Regions from separate parts of the Xenopus laevis genome. Here region 2 is linked to region 1. A link is a contact called in public Hi-C data. All regions are on one chromosome and are shown on one strand. The core of a region is the stretch at or near the end of the contact, and the rest is flanking DNA. Distances in the headings are between cores, read along the strand shown. Region 1 has its middle 77 kb from the start of arg1.L. Region 2 overlaps med23.L (mediator complex subunit 23 L homeolog).

Region 1 (6,686 bases), core at 1,805-4,304:
CAGGCTGATACATTAGATAGCTTTAAGAAGGGGTTGGATGGCATTTTAGCAAGTAAGGGAATACAGGGTTATGGGAAATAGCTCATAGTCCAAGTTGATCCCTCTAAGGCAAATTGGAGAGGCTTCAGATGGGTTTTTTGCCTTCCTCTGAATCAACTGGCAGATAGGTAGTTAATAAAAAAAAAAAAAAAAAAAAAAAAAAAAGGTTGAACTCGATGGACATGTGTCTTTTTTCAACCTTACTTACTATGTTACTATGTTACTATGTTTCAAAATAAACCAGAATAATCTGACTTGCTATCACTACTTCTACTAAGTAGAATGCATCTGATAAGGTAAACATAATATATCAAATCCAATTCATATGTAATCTCAAATACAGTATTCAATAATAGGTGCACTATGCAAATAATTAATTATGCATTCTTACTTTTGTGCTTAGTTTTAAAAACATTGAAATATATACTTCCCTTAAAGGGCAAGTCAAAACCATAATAAAAATTTGCCTAATAAATAAAAACATAATTCTGAGCAACTTTGCACTATACATTCATTACAAATTTTCTATGGTTTTTAATTTTAAGTTATTTGTATATTTATTCTTATTGACAGCCATGTTTGTCTGTCCCGTTCTATTTTCTACACTGGTGGCTCAGACTGTTGATGCAATGTAAGGGAAGGCCCTGCAATACATCAATAAAATGCAAAACAAAGCTTTGATCCCAGAAATTATAGCATTCCAGATCTATACATTTATGAAAAATCAATGAACATGTGTTGTGGCTGAGTATAAGAGGTGTAAACATGTTGCAAAATATATAACTGTCTATGGAACTGTATATCTAGATGGTGTTACATCGATAACATGGAAAAGGTAATGAAGCTCTCTCTGGTTGTGCATTAGTAGTAAGGGTGCGATTCAATAGCATAAGTATTATTATTTTCCTTATAATTTATATAGTGTATTCATATTCAACAGCACAAGACATTCAGACTAAAGATCCCATCAGTCTTCTTTTTTGGAATAAGACAATGGGGACAAGGTGTTTTTAAAACAAGTAACAGCTAAGCCCTGTAGAATATAATGGTCTTAATTCTTGCGCACCACAAGAAGATAATAAGGGTCAAATGCCAGTCATGGCTCTTTATAGAATAATAGAATTAAAACCATCAATAGGTGATTTTTGTAAAAATATATTTTATTTGTAGGTGCTGCATTAACAAATACCACGATAGCAGTCCTTTAAGAAAAAAAAGAGATGATATTTAAAAATAAATTTTAAAAATTGCATTTTTAATTGCAAAGAAAAAATTGTAATAAATGCTAAAGGCAATTTTAGTAATGTGGAATGATGCAATAAATATTGGTTTAATGAGCCCTTATGCTATATTTAGATGGCTACACTTACTACAAGTACTTTGAATAAACTACACAATATTGAAAGAATTGGGTTGGGATTATGTAAAATCATATTTGTTCTGTTATTTCCACCACTGATCCTTGACATTCATATACAAAGCATAACATATTAGCACATCCAGGGTCAGACTGTGGCACTGGGAAAACCCCATGTGCCTCAAGAACCCCCTTGGTCCAGGACTGCTGCATTTTTATCTCCTTGCTGGCCAGGGTCTGTGGGCCTCCACAACCCTGATGGCTGAAATCTGCAGGTTCAGGAGGAGGTACGCAGCAGGCAGGAAATTGTGACTGGGCTTTAAATTTTAAAATGTCACATAATTTCAGGATTTTCATAAAATATTAATAGGATTGTATGATGTCATAAAAGGTGCAATGTTCGCAGTAGGTCAAGTCACCAATAGCAACCTATCAGTAGCAACACCCACATGTGGACCCATGTTGTAGACAGAGGCGCTCCACCAATGAGGTGAGTTGGGCCACTCGCTTCAGGCTGCAGCGCACCCCAGGTTGCCTGGGGCAGCAAAAATGCCGCTCCTGGGACCCTCCTGATAACTTTTCCGGTTTTCAACCCGGAAATTCAGCTCTTCTAGTGCAGAGAGCGCAATTGCGCTCTCTGCACTAAGCGACGTGGACCGCCCCTGTCCTCTCCGGCACTGTAAAGGTGAGTGCCGTGGGGAGGGGTGGGGGTGGCAAAAGAAGGCTGCCTCAGGTGGCATAATGGCAAGAATCGCCCTTGGTTGTAGACAAGGCCTGTTGATGTATGTTGCACCTGATGTTGCTGTTGCCATCAAAAAGTTAACTTTTAGTATGTTATAGAATAGCCAAATCTACACAACTTTTCATTTGGTCTTCATTTTTTATTTGTTATAGTTTTGTAATTATTTGACTTCTTCTTCTGACTCTTCCAGCTTTCAAATAGGGGTCACTGACCCCATCTAAAAAAACAAATACTCTGTAAGGCTACAAATGTATTGTTATTGCTACTTTTTATTACTTATCTTTCTATTCAGGCCCACTCCTTCATATCTCTGCCAGTTGCTCATGTATACATACCTAACCCACAAATCCCACTGCAGTGCCATGCAACCATTGAGAAAATGTATATTCTATTCAACAGCATATGTTGACTTTTAATACAGGTTTTCTCCAATTATATAAACAATGGAAAAAATCTTGTGTGACAAAAAAATTGCATGTAACAAAACACATGAGATACCCTCCCTTGAGATACCCTCCCTTTACAAGAGAACTAAAGCCTAACTGAAGAAGTAGGCTAGAAATTTTGCACTTTTTTTTGCTTCTGTACCAGACCAAGGCAAACACAGCCATTTATCAGGGAAGATCTGATAAGATGCCCCTGTAGCTCCCCATCTTTTTTTCTGCTGATTCACTGCACATGCTCCGTGCTGCTCTCACTTAGCTTAGGGACAGACTCCAAATATACAGTACACATAGAATATAAATGTCACAGAATACAGCTGATTAGTAATTTATACAGAAAATCAGGGCCGTAACTAGGGGTAGGCAGAAGAGGCAGCTGTCTAGGGTGCAACGATTGGGGGCACTAGGCAGCTACCCCTTCTGCCTACTCCTAGATCAGACCTGGCACTAGACTTGTGCCTGGGAATGGCCCTTCCATGCATGCGTGCGTGAAAGCTGTTGGCACACATGTGCACACGAGCGCTGGTGCCACGCATGTGCACACAATGGCTGATGCCGCGCATGTGCAAACAAGCGATGATGTCGCGCATGCGCACGTGAGCGATGATGCCGCTCATGTGCACACAAATGAGACAGGGATTTGGGGCGAGCGCTCCTGCTGGACTGCCTAGGGTGCCCGGCTGGCCAGGCCCGACTCTGCAGAAAATTATTACATGGCAGCACAGAAACTAGTGCAACTAGCATCAGTATTTAATATTCTGCCCCATAGCATCAGCTTATTTTACAGACAAAACTTTTTACAGACAAACCTCAATTTGTGATGAACCTTAAGCTTAGTTTCTCAACAGCTGCTCAGAGCCCACCGAGCATGTGAGTGTCGCAGACACTTTCCAAGGTGGTGACCCCTGTGACAAGTTTGAAGTCCTGGATCATTGCTGCTATTGAGAAGCTGAAACTTTAGGCTGGTGTAATGAGTTGTGTATATAAAATATAGCATTTTTAGTCATATTCATTTTTAGGGTTTAGTTCTCCTTTAAGAAAGCAAATATTAAATATTTAAAACCAATGTTTAGATATCCTGATATGTATTCAGCCTAAAATGGACCTATTTTGTTTTTGTTTTTTGCTATGAGACAGACCTGGGCTGCCTTTTTGTAAAAAAATGATAAAATCAGGTATACTAAGGGGCCTATTTATATGTTGCCTATATCTCCTATTTGTGTCAACACTCCTGAAAAGGATGAACTTGCTGCCAAAAAATATGCTTGTACTAGTATTATCAAACCTACAGTGGATTAGACAAACATAATACATTGTGCACAGTGTAGCTTTATTATTTCTCCTCATGCAGCAGAGAGAACAGTGAATCCTATACAACTTGCTCTGCATTTCTGGCAAACAGTTGAGAATATCTGAGAGAAAATCCAGCTCTCTATTATCAATAACTACAATCCACATGTCTAGCTTTTCTTATGCAACATCATTTGTTAATATGGATGGCTGATTTTTTGATTTTGTTGTGTCATTTTAAAGCACAGGATTAACTATCAACTCTTTTAGTTGAGAGCAATTTCCCCATATCTCATGCAGATATTTTTTCTGTCCTTTTCTAGTCAGACAGTGGTTACCATGGCAAAGCTGTATGCACCCTTTGTTAAAGATACAGACTAAGGCAAAATCCTCATTAATGACTATACAGAAAAAAAGCCTATGCTCTGTGCACTGTGACTTTCTTCTCTGTTTTCCCTTTTTCAAAAAACCATCCCTTTGATGTCATAACTGAATTTTATCTTGTTGTACTTATAGATTATCTACACAAATAAAAGCTGCTAATAATTAGAAGGATTGCAATGTAATTGGCCTAATTAAGCAGGAAGTAAAGGTGTTCTGTTTTGGGTTACTGAATACTCAGTGGATATTAGATATTAGCTTTATTAGCCTATGCCCATGAATCATTAATCTGACCTACAAACAAGCTCATAGAATAATTCAGTCATTGAAAAAATCAGACAGCTGCTGGTAGGTCCATATAAACACAACAAACAATATATTCAAACAAGTGCACAATTAAATATTAGATCACAAACATAATATTTACTATATGATTGTGTGAATGCTGCCTCTGCTGTAGTATGTGCTATTGTTATGCTGAGAAAAACTGAGGTGACCTTTACCCAGACTCCAAATTATTTCCTATTATACATACTTTTTTCACTTGGCGTGTCTCTTTAACTATACACTTAGGGGCAGATTTACTAAGCTTGAGTGATGGTTCGAATTTCAAAAAGTTTGAATATGCTATATTCGACCATTCGACTTCGATTTGAATGATTCAAAGTAAAAATCATTCGACTATTCGACCATTCGATAATCAAAGTACTGTCTCTTTAAAAAAAACTTCGACTTCATACTTCGCCAAATTAAAGCTACCAAAGTGCAATGTTAGCCTATGGGGACCTTCCACAGCAGTTTTTTTTGGTCGAATAGAAATCCTTCGATCGATCGCTAAAAATCGTTCGAATCGTTAGTTTCGAACTATTTAATCATTTGATCGAACGATTTTTATTTGACCACAGGATTGCCAAATTTGTTGAAAAAACTTTTTCGTACTTCGAAATTCGACCCTTAGTAAATCTGCCCCTTATTGTATTCCTGTAAAGGAGAAGATTAATAATGAAATCAAGTTATGTGCTGTTTGTTGTTGCTTTTTATGCTCTTTTTCATTTACGTTCTTTGTCAGTGGCTTTACATGACTAATATAATTTTTGTTGGAAGGGATATTTTATTTGCCCTAATCTCACCTCCTAGCTCCCAAAGGTACCAGCCCTACTTACCAAATCACCTATTGATTCAGTCCTTGACACAATGACTCTGCCCCTTTGTGACAACCCTTCCCCTTTATTGCACATCCCTGCCCCCTCATAGCCCCACCCCTGCAGGTAAAATACTTATATAAATGTGGCAACCCTAGCATGGCATCCAGCTGTCAGTGCACATATTTCATCAAGCATATTTCAGCACAAAAATATAAACCTTGCATTTTTACATCAAAATCTGCCTCCTTTTCATTGACAGGATGCTGTGCATTGGCATTTTCACTACTGGTGTATTTAAACTGGCGAAGGATATGCTATGTGTGACACTAACCTTACGTTATGGTGTTAGTTTTAGCTAGTTAGTTTAGCTAGTTAGTTTAGCTAATTAAGTGCAGGAAGAGAGCACATTACTACGAGCAGAGGCGTAACTACAAAGTAATCAGACCCTGCGACTGCAGGGGGGCCCAGGAAGTATAAGGGCCCCATATCTAGTTAAGCTACTGACTATGGGTGTACACAGTCAGTGTTTTTATATGGACATGAAACTCCTCGGTAACTTATAATATCCTTATAATTTACAAGAGGGGTTACTTTATTCACTATATAGTCAGTTGAAACTGTGTAGGGTTGGCTTCTAGATTGTGTCTCTAATCAGATAGGGGATCTGCATTAGCCTGAAGTACTGTTTACTACCCATATCAACTCCCTTACTAAAAAACAGCAAAAACTTTTCATATTCCCTTCAAACAACCTTTCTAAATCATCTTTTTTTGCACTTTGCACAATGCACTTGCTTAGTAAATGAGCTCTCCATACTTAATAAAACATACTTAATACATAATACATACTTGATAATACATAATTCCATCTTCCACACTGTTCTATTTTACCCTTTTTTTGGGCTGTCAGACATCTACTGTACCAGTCAATATTCTTGCACACAATTAGAAATAAAGCCATATGCCCAAGACCACCTGCATTATACCATAAAGACATTGCCAACATTAGTTATTACAGCAACAAGCCCATACTGCTGCAAAATGAACTCCTTGGGACACATTTATAAATGACCCATAAAACAGAACAATCCATAAACCAGAAGGACTTTTTCATAAAGCATTATATGTGTGTCGTATACTAAATAATCTTCGAGAGCTTGACAAGCTTGTTCTTCATTTCTGGAAGAAAGGAGGTGGGTTAAAATCTGTAAAAATGGCATAATATGGCAGCATCTCCAGTACCAGGAGGAAGAGATGAAATCATAAGCCTTTTTGCCCAAGCTTACACCT
Region 2 (6,499 bases), core at 2,910-5,409, 94 kb after region 1:
AGGAATCATTTAATATGTGCAGGGCAGGGGTGCAAAGAACATACACAGTCACCCCCACCCCCCAAGTGAACAGCACTACCTGCATTTGGCAGCACTCTATTCATAATATGCAGCCTTTTGGCATCCCCACTTCCCACCCTGTCATTTTCGGAGTTAGGGAGCACTGGTGGGTTGATGCAAAGATCTGTATGAGGTGCAAAGTACAGCCACACCATGGACTGAAGTACTTTCTGAATAAGCACACACTTTTGCTTTTACACTTAGGGGTCTAGGTAAATGTAGGCAAGTGGGTCCAACTATGGGGTAGTTTTAAGAACAACTAGTATTGTTGCTGATAAACATGGTTATCAATATGAATTTACAGGACAACTAAACCCATACTTTAAAGCCAAACCAAAGCAATTAGCTCAAATTACCGGTAGACCATTCCAATAGACTCCACTATAATCATGTAACTCAAATTTTTAAAAATGCTTTCTCTGTAATAATAAAACAGTACATTGTACTTGATTCAAACTAAGATATAATTAATTATTATTGGAGGCTGGAAACACATTGGGTATAACTTATATTATTTTTAAGTAGCAACTGTATTGAGATCCAAATAACCAAAATCCCCAAGTCCCAAGAATTCTGCATAACAGATCCCATACGGCAATATATGAATAAGCACCAGTGGTGTAAGGGCTTTAAGACCTGGATAGTGAACATTTCATCCACCACAAGGTTAGCCTGGATGTTAACTTTATTTAAAAAAGAAAAAAAAAAAAAAACTTTTTTCATAATTAGTACAGCCTTCATATCTATACTTTTAAATCATAAGCAGAAGAGATCAAAATATACAAAAGAGGATTTCCAAAACACAGCAGTTATGTTAAGAGTTCACTTTATAAAAAAAAAAAAAGAAGCCAACTCATGTTAAGCTCTCCTCCCCTGGAAGGAGGAAAAACAACAAAGCTGTCAAAGTTTTACAGGAACAGAGTGAAAGACAACTAGTAAACACATTCAAACACTGTTCCGTGCCAAGATAGTGCTTTGTAGGCAGAGCGTGGGTATGTCCTTTTGCACTTTTCACACCATGAGCTCCTTCACTATTTCTGTAACTAAATATTATGTGTATTTCCATTAGGTGAGCTGTTCTCTGTAGTACACAGATTCATTTATCCACATAACATTCAATTGAAATAGAAAAATAATCTAGTCCGACGAGGACAGAAAATTGCTGATTGATCTGTAACTGCCCACAAAGTACAACTCCATCGATTCAAAAGTGCGGCCTATTGACTGGACAATTGGAGTCTGTTTTCACTGAGTGACTGTCAGAGGAACACTCACGGGTACTTGGTTGGGCTGTGGAGCTGGAGAGCCGCTATTCATGGGTGGGGGAGGTGGAGCGGCCGACTCTGTGCTAATGTGAGTGATGTGGCGTAGCCGGAGTTTTAAAGCAGGCCTTAGATTACAGATGATCTTTTCTACCTAAAATTTAAAAAAAAAAAAAAAAATTAAAATGCATATATATTATATATAAACCCAGTTGAACAACAATTTTGATGTTGCAAATAGGTATGTCCACATTACTGTTATCGGATGCAATTGTAGACTTCTGTCAGGGATGTTTGTCCAAAATACTATACTCGCAGTTTGCTATACTAACTAGATAATGCAGGGCAATCTTTAATGTATGGTGGCAGAGCTTTGCAGCCTACAGCTATATAGACCTTCTAGCAAACTAAGGTGCACTTGGTAATAATGGATAAATAAAAGTTCCATAAAATATTTTATGACAAAAAAAAAAAAAAGTATGAGGCATTAAAAAATGCAAGTTTGAATCTCTTATGTTTGCCTGATAATTCTATGAACATTCATATTAATAGCATATTTATCTTTTATCCCAGGGTAATACATAGTTAGTTTACTGCACTATAGAGGACATTTAACACATCTTTTTATACAACTTTATAATGCCCCTGTGCATGCAGAACACAGATCTATAAATCGCATACAAATGATGGTCTTATCACTTTTAAACCTCTTTTCTCTCTTGCCGAATGCTGCCTATCATAGATATTGGTTCATGCCCTGGATAATACTTTTGCACTGCAGAAAGCTGCCAAAAAAATATCCAACACAGCACCACTGAGCAAAGACAATGGATAATCACTTACCTGGTCTTTTATACTGTCCCCAGTAAACATATACTTCATGTGGTATAGGAAATCACAGACTGGATCCATAAAGCTTAGGTGAGTGCTGCACTGATCTACATTCAAAAGCATTTCATAGAATGCTACGCCGATCTGTGAAAAAATATCAAATAGAAATTGTAAACATAGGGAATAGAAAACATTTTTCTGACTTGTATGATGTAATAATTTTTTCTAATAAAATATAAGCATTGAAATGATGCTAAATAGTGCTAAAAAAACAACACTTATTTGATATTAAAGCAGGACAAGTGCCATTCTCCAGCTTGATTGGAAATCAGTGTTACTTGCCTTGCTGCCAATTATATCCCTGAGCAAAATTAGTAATGCGGTGCAAATGTGATTACCTAAATATACTGAGAGCACATACCAAAAAAAGCAACAATAAAAGATAAAAGATAAAAGATGTGGCCACACCACAATTGATCTCTCTGCACTAGTAGAGCCAAAATTCTTTTTTAAAAACTGAACTTTTTGCTATCAGATCGTTATCAGGAGCAGCTTTTTGCTGGCTATGGTAACCTCAGGGTACTGCAACCTGCTCCCAGAAGGAGCTCCCCGAACCAAATAAATGAGGTAATTCATTAAACAACATCTTTTGTAAAAGGTAATTCAGTAAAATTTCGGGCAGGTCAAGCTACATAATACAGGTATGGGGCATTTTTTCCAGAATGCTCGGGACCTGGTGACTTCCGTATAACGGATCTTTCCGAAAATTGGATCTTCATACCTTAAGTCTACTAGGAAATCCTTTAAACATTAAATAAATCCAATATGCTGGCTTTGCTTCCATTAAGGATTAAGTATATCTTAGTTTGGATAAGGAAAATGTACTGTTATAATAGAGAAAAAGGAAACCATTTTTTTTTTTTTTAAACAGATTATTTGGATAAATGGAGTCTATGGGAGCCGGCTTTCTGTATACAGGGTTTCTGGATAACAGATCCCATTCCTGTATTGAGAAGATCTTCTATTATGTTTTAAATACACTGGTACCAAAGATCAACTGCTCAGCTTGCTGGTTTTCCAAAGAAGCAGAAACTCTCTTATTTTCTATAATAATAAAACTGTACCCTGTACATGATCCAAACAATGAATCCTTATTGGAGACAAAACAATCCTATAGGGTTTATGTAATAATATTTCAATTTTTTTTTTAATAGACTTAAGGCATGGAGATCCAATTTACAGAAAGACCCCTATCTGGCAAAACCCAGATCCCACGCATTTTTGGAGAACAGGTCCCATATTGTGCACCCATCTACTATTATCATCATCATTCAACTCATTTACGTGCGCAACGGGTTTCTCTGTTTTTACTTATAGCTCTGTGTATGTTTGTTTGTGGGAGTAAGAGGACAATGAACAAAAATAAAAAGAATTTAATGTTAGTGGGATTAGGGACAAGATTTTTAATGTATGCTTTGGCATAGCTTAAACCTCATTGCCCTGGGCAAGAGCATGCTCAGTTTGCTCCTCTCCCCCCACCCCTCCCTTCTCTACTGTAATCTGAGCCCAGAGCAGGGAGAGACTCGGGCAGGAAGTGATGTCACACCACATTAATACTGCAGCTCCTATTCTAAACAAACAGAGAGTTTCTAGAGCTTTTTATTTAGGTATGGTAAAATATTCTACAGAATAAATATAGCATTCTAGCTTGCACTATTGTGGCTAATCTATTGGCAATAAAATGCCTCTGTAGCTTTCCTTCTCCTTTAAGGTGCACATGTAAGTCAGCAACAAGACAAAACAGCAGATGTATAACCGGACACTGACTGCTTCAAAACAGGTTGGGCTAGCCTAAACCCACATTCTGTGCTTTAATCCACTCTCAGGGGATTAATGAAAGCAGCATAACCAGTCAGACTGCTCCTTTTAAGCCCTTTTTTTACCTCAATCATGCATCTTGTGCGTTCTTGCTGGAAGCGTTGCAGAAAGGGACCAATAAGATGATAGACATAAAGTAACTGGTACTCCGTTTTCACAATGGGTATAAGCACTTCAGGAAGAAATCTGCAAACAAGCAGGTTGACAGTAACTAAACATTCTACTGAAACCAAACATGTCACACGACCAAGTATAAATCTGTAGATCACACTGGTTATTAAGAAAGGCAAACTTTTTTTTTTTCTTTTCAAGTTGCTGTTCAAATCTGATAACCATGGCAGTACAATACAAATGTGTAATATTGATTATCTGGTCCAGAACATTTTACAATAATACAATCAATAAAACGCAACATCTAAGAAGTGTAAGTGCTATACATACTTTGGGATGAGTGACAGCTGTCCAATGCTGGAATGATGCCATACTGCATGGGCCAAAGCGAGGGTGTAACTACAGCTCATTTCAGAGTAAGCCTTGTGACAAGCTGTAAAATCAAAAAGCTGGAAAGGATAACCAACCCATTCTGTCTCAGATGTTAAGCTAGGGCTGTTGAGGATATTTACAATCCGGTCATGAAGAACTATCCAGTATGGTTCCTGCAAAGAAGGGGGTAGAAGTCTTACAATTGAATATGTGTAGACATTCAAAAAAAAAAAAATAAAACCTTTATAGAATTATGGATTCTAAACTGTATTTTTACCAAATCCACCATTCCTGTTATTGGCAGCATGTACATTTTGTACCAATTCAGATTTTCTATATGAGATTAGGGAGTGGAAAATTAATGCAGGATGTTTTGAGAAAAGCAGAAAATATCCTTTAATTACAGTAATGGCTTCCAATGTTTCCACATCACTGCTTACAGCAAATGCAGCACGACTTCTAGTGTCAACAGCAATTTTGCAGCGAATGATTTCGATTTTAAAGGAACAGTAATACCTAAAAATTAAAGTGTTTTAAAGAAATGAAAACAATTTACTGTTGCCCTGCACTGGTAAAACTGATCTGGTTGCTTCAGAAACACTATTGCATAACACCATAATGTTCTACAGAGATTATCTGCTGTGTAACTTGATCCTTTTCTCCATTGAATGGCTGCCCCATGGCTACACAGAAGCTTATTTATATAAACAATAGTAGTGTTTCTAAAGCACATACAGCAGTTTTATCAGTGCAGGGCAACACAGCACTATATTTGTATTACTTTAAATCACTTTTTTGTTACTGTTCCTTTAAAGCAAGAAACGGAAATTAAATGTATCGATCATGGGCCTTTTAAACAACATTTTGTAGATTCTAAAATGTAACATGCCCTTAGCGTGTCAGTTATTAACCTAGTGTAATTACTAGAGTATTTTAGCTGACAGAGATAAGCTTCATTTTGACATTATATGAAAGCCGACATGATATTGGATAAGGCATAGAACAATGCCAGCTAATGTTAAATGTAAAGAAGTCTATTCTTCACCAATATGTGGTTGGTAACTCCTCCCAGTAAAGCCATCCAACTTCCCTTAGGCACGAGGCTGTAGTGCCCTTTTCTTATGCAAGAGGATTACAAAACACCAAGTACACGAGGGCACCTTTAACTGCAAGCTGCGCAGTAGCATCTTCATAGAAGGGATTTTAGAATAATATGAAAACAAATATTAACTTTTGTTCCCATAAAACAAAACAAAAAAGTACAGTGGCAATCTTTGAATGGTTTCTTTTTCTACAATTTCTTATTAAGCAGCTAAAAATATATACATTCAAATTCAAGTCAAATTCTAGGAGGCACCAATATGGATTATATAGTTTAAATGTCGATGACTCACTGGAAGAGCAGTAATGATGAGTCCAATCGCATTCATCCAAGCAGTGATATTCTCTCTTGGCACCAGTGGCTGGCTGTTAAGTGGGAGAAATTAAAGTAAATTATAACAAAACTTGGAAAAAATTCCAATTTTCAGGACAAACAGTTAATATCTACTGCAAAATGATTTATAGTGTTTATATGTAAAAAAAAAAAAAAATGCAATTACTAAGTTATTATGGTGCACTATCCCATAATGGACAGATTTGAATTGGTATTTGACAGTATGTCACAAATAAGGCAGAACGGCTGTCAATCTGGTAAAAAAAAAAAACAAAAAAAAAAACTTGCAAACCTCTTTAGGACAACATTAAGAAGAGCGTTGCCCACATCTTTCCCTGGAACAGCTAATGCCATCAATTCCACACAGGTAACATGAAGAGCATGCGCAGCTGGATTGGGAAACTCGTTGAACCTCCAGTCACAATTTGGAAAGGGCCCGGGAGATTTGCCAGCCATAGGTAGTTATAATTGAGGAATATTTTCATTTTATATTGGGACATTATGTTTACAATACATGACACTTTAATTCCTACATCTATACAGAAAGAAA

The links. A called contact is a pair of places that touch in the nucleus more often than the background predicts.
Region 2: a Hi-C map of the XTC cell line shows a contact between it and region 1, with 2.1 times the contacts expected there. The contact joins two enhancer-like sites. A contact is called at or near these places in 2 of 4 Hi-C or Micro-C datasets (the XL177 cell line and the XTC cell line).

Annotation. Positions count from the first base shown.
Region 1 is chr5L:72,584,212-72,590,897 of Xenopus_laevis_v10.1, forward strand. No RefSeq gene overlaps it. Among protein-coding and RNA genes, the nearest start is that of arg1.L, 77 kb to the right of the region's middle. Within about 2 kb of position 3,055, at least 1 of the 7 cell types and tissues checked has an H3K27ac peak or open chromatin away from gene starts, as enhancers often do.
Region 2 is chr5L:72,676,747-72,683,245 of Xenopus_laevis_v10.1, forward strand. It overlaps med23.L (mediator complex subunit 23 L homeolog), which reads right to left. Exons shown (of 29, transcript NM_001090215.1): 24 at 6,242-6,407; 25 at 5,909-5,981; 26 at 4,473-4,687; 27 at 4,097-4,217; 28 at 2,166-2,297; 29 at 682-1,476. The coding sequence ends at 1,306. Among protein-coding and RNA genes, the nearest start is that of arg1.L, 16 kb to the left of the region's middle. Within about 2 kb of position 4,160, at least 1 of the 7 cell types and tissues checked has an H3K27ac peak or open chromatin away from gene starts, as enhancers often do.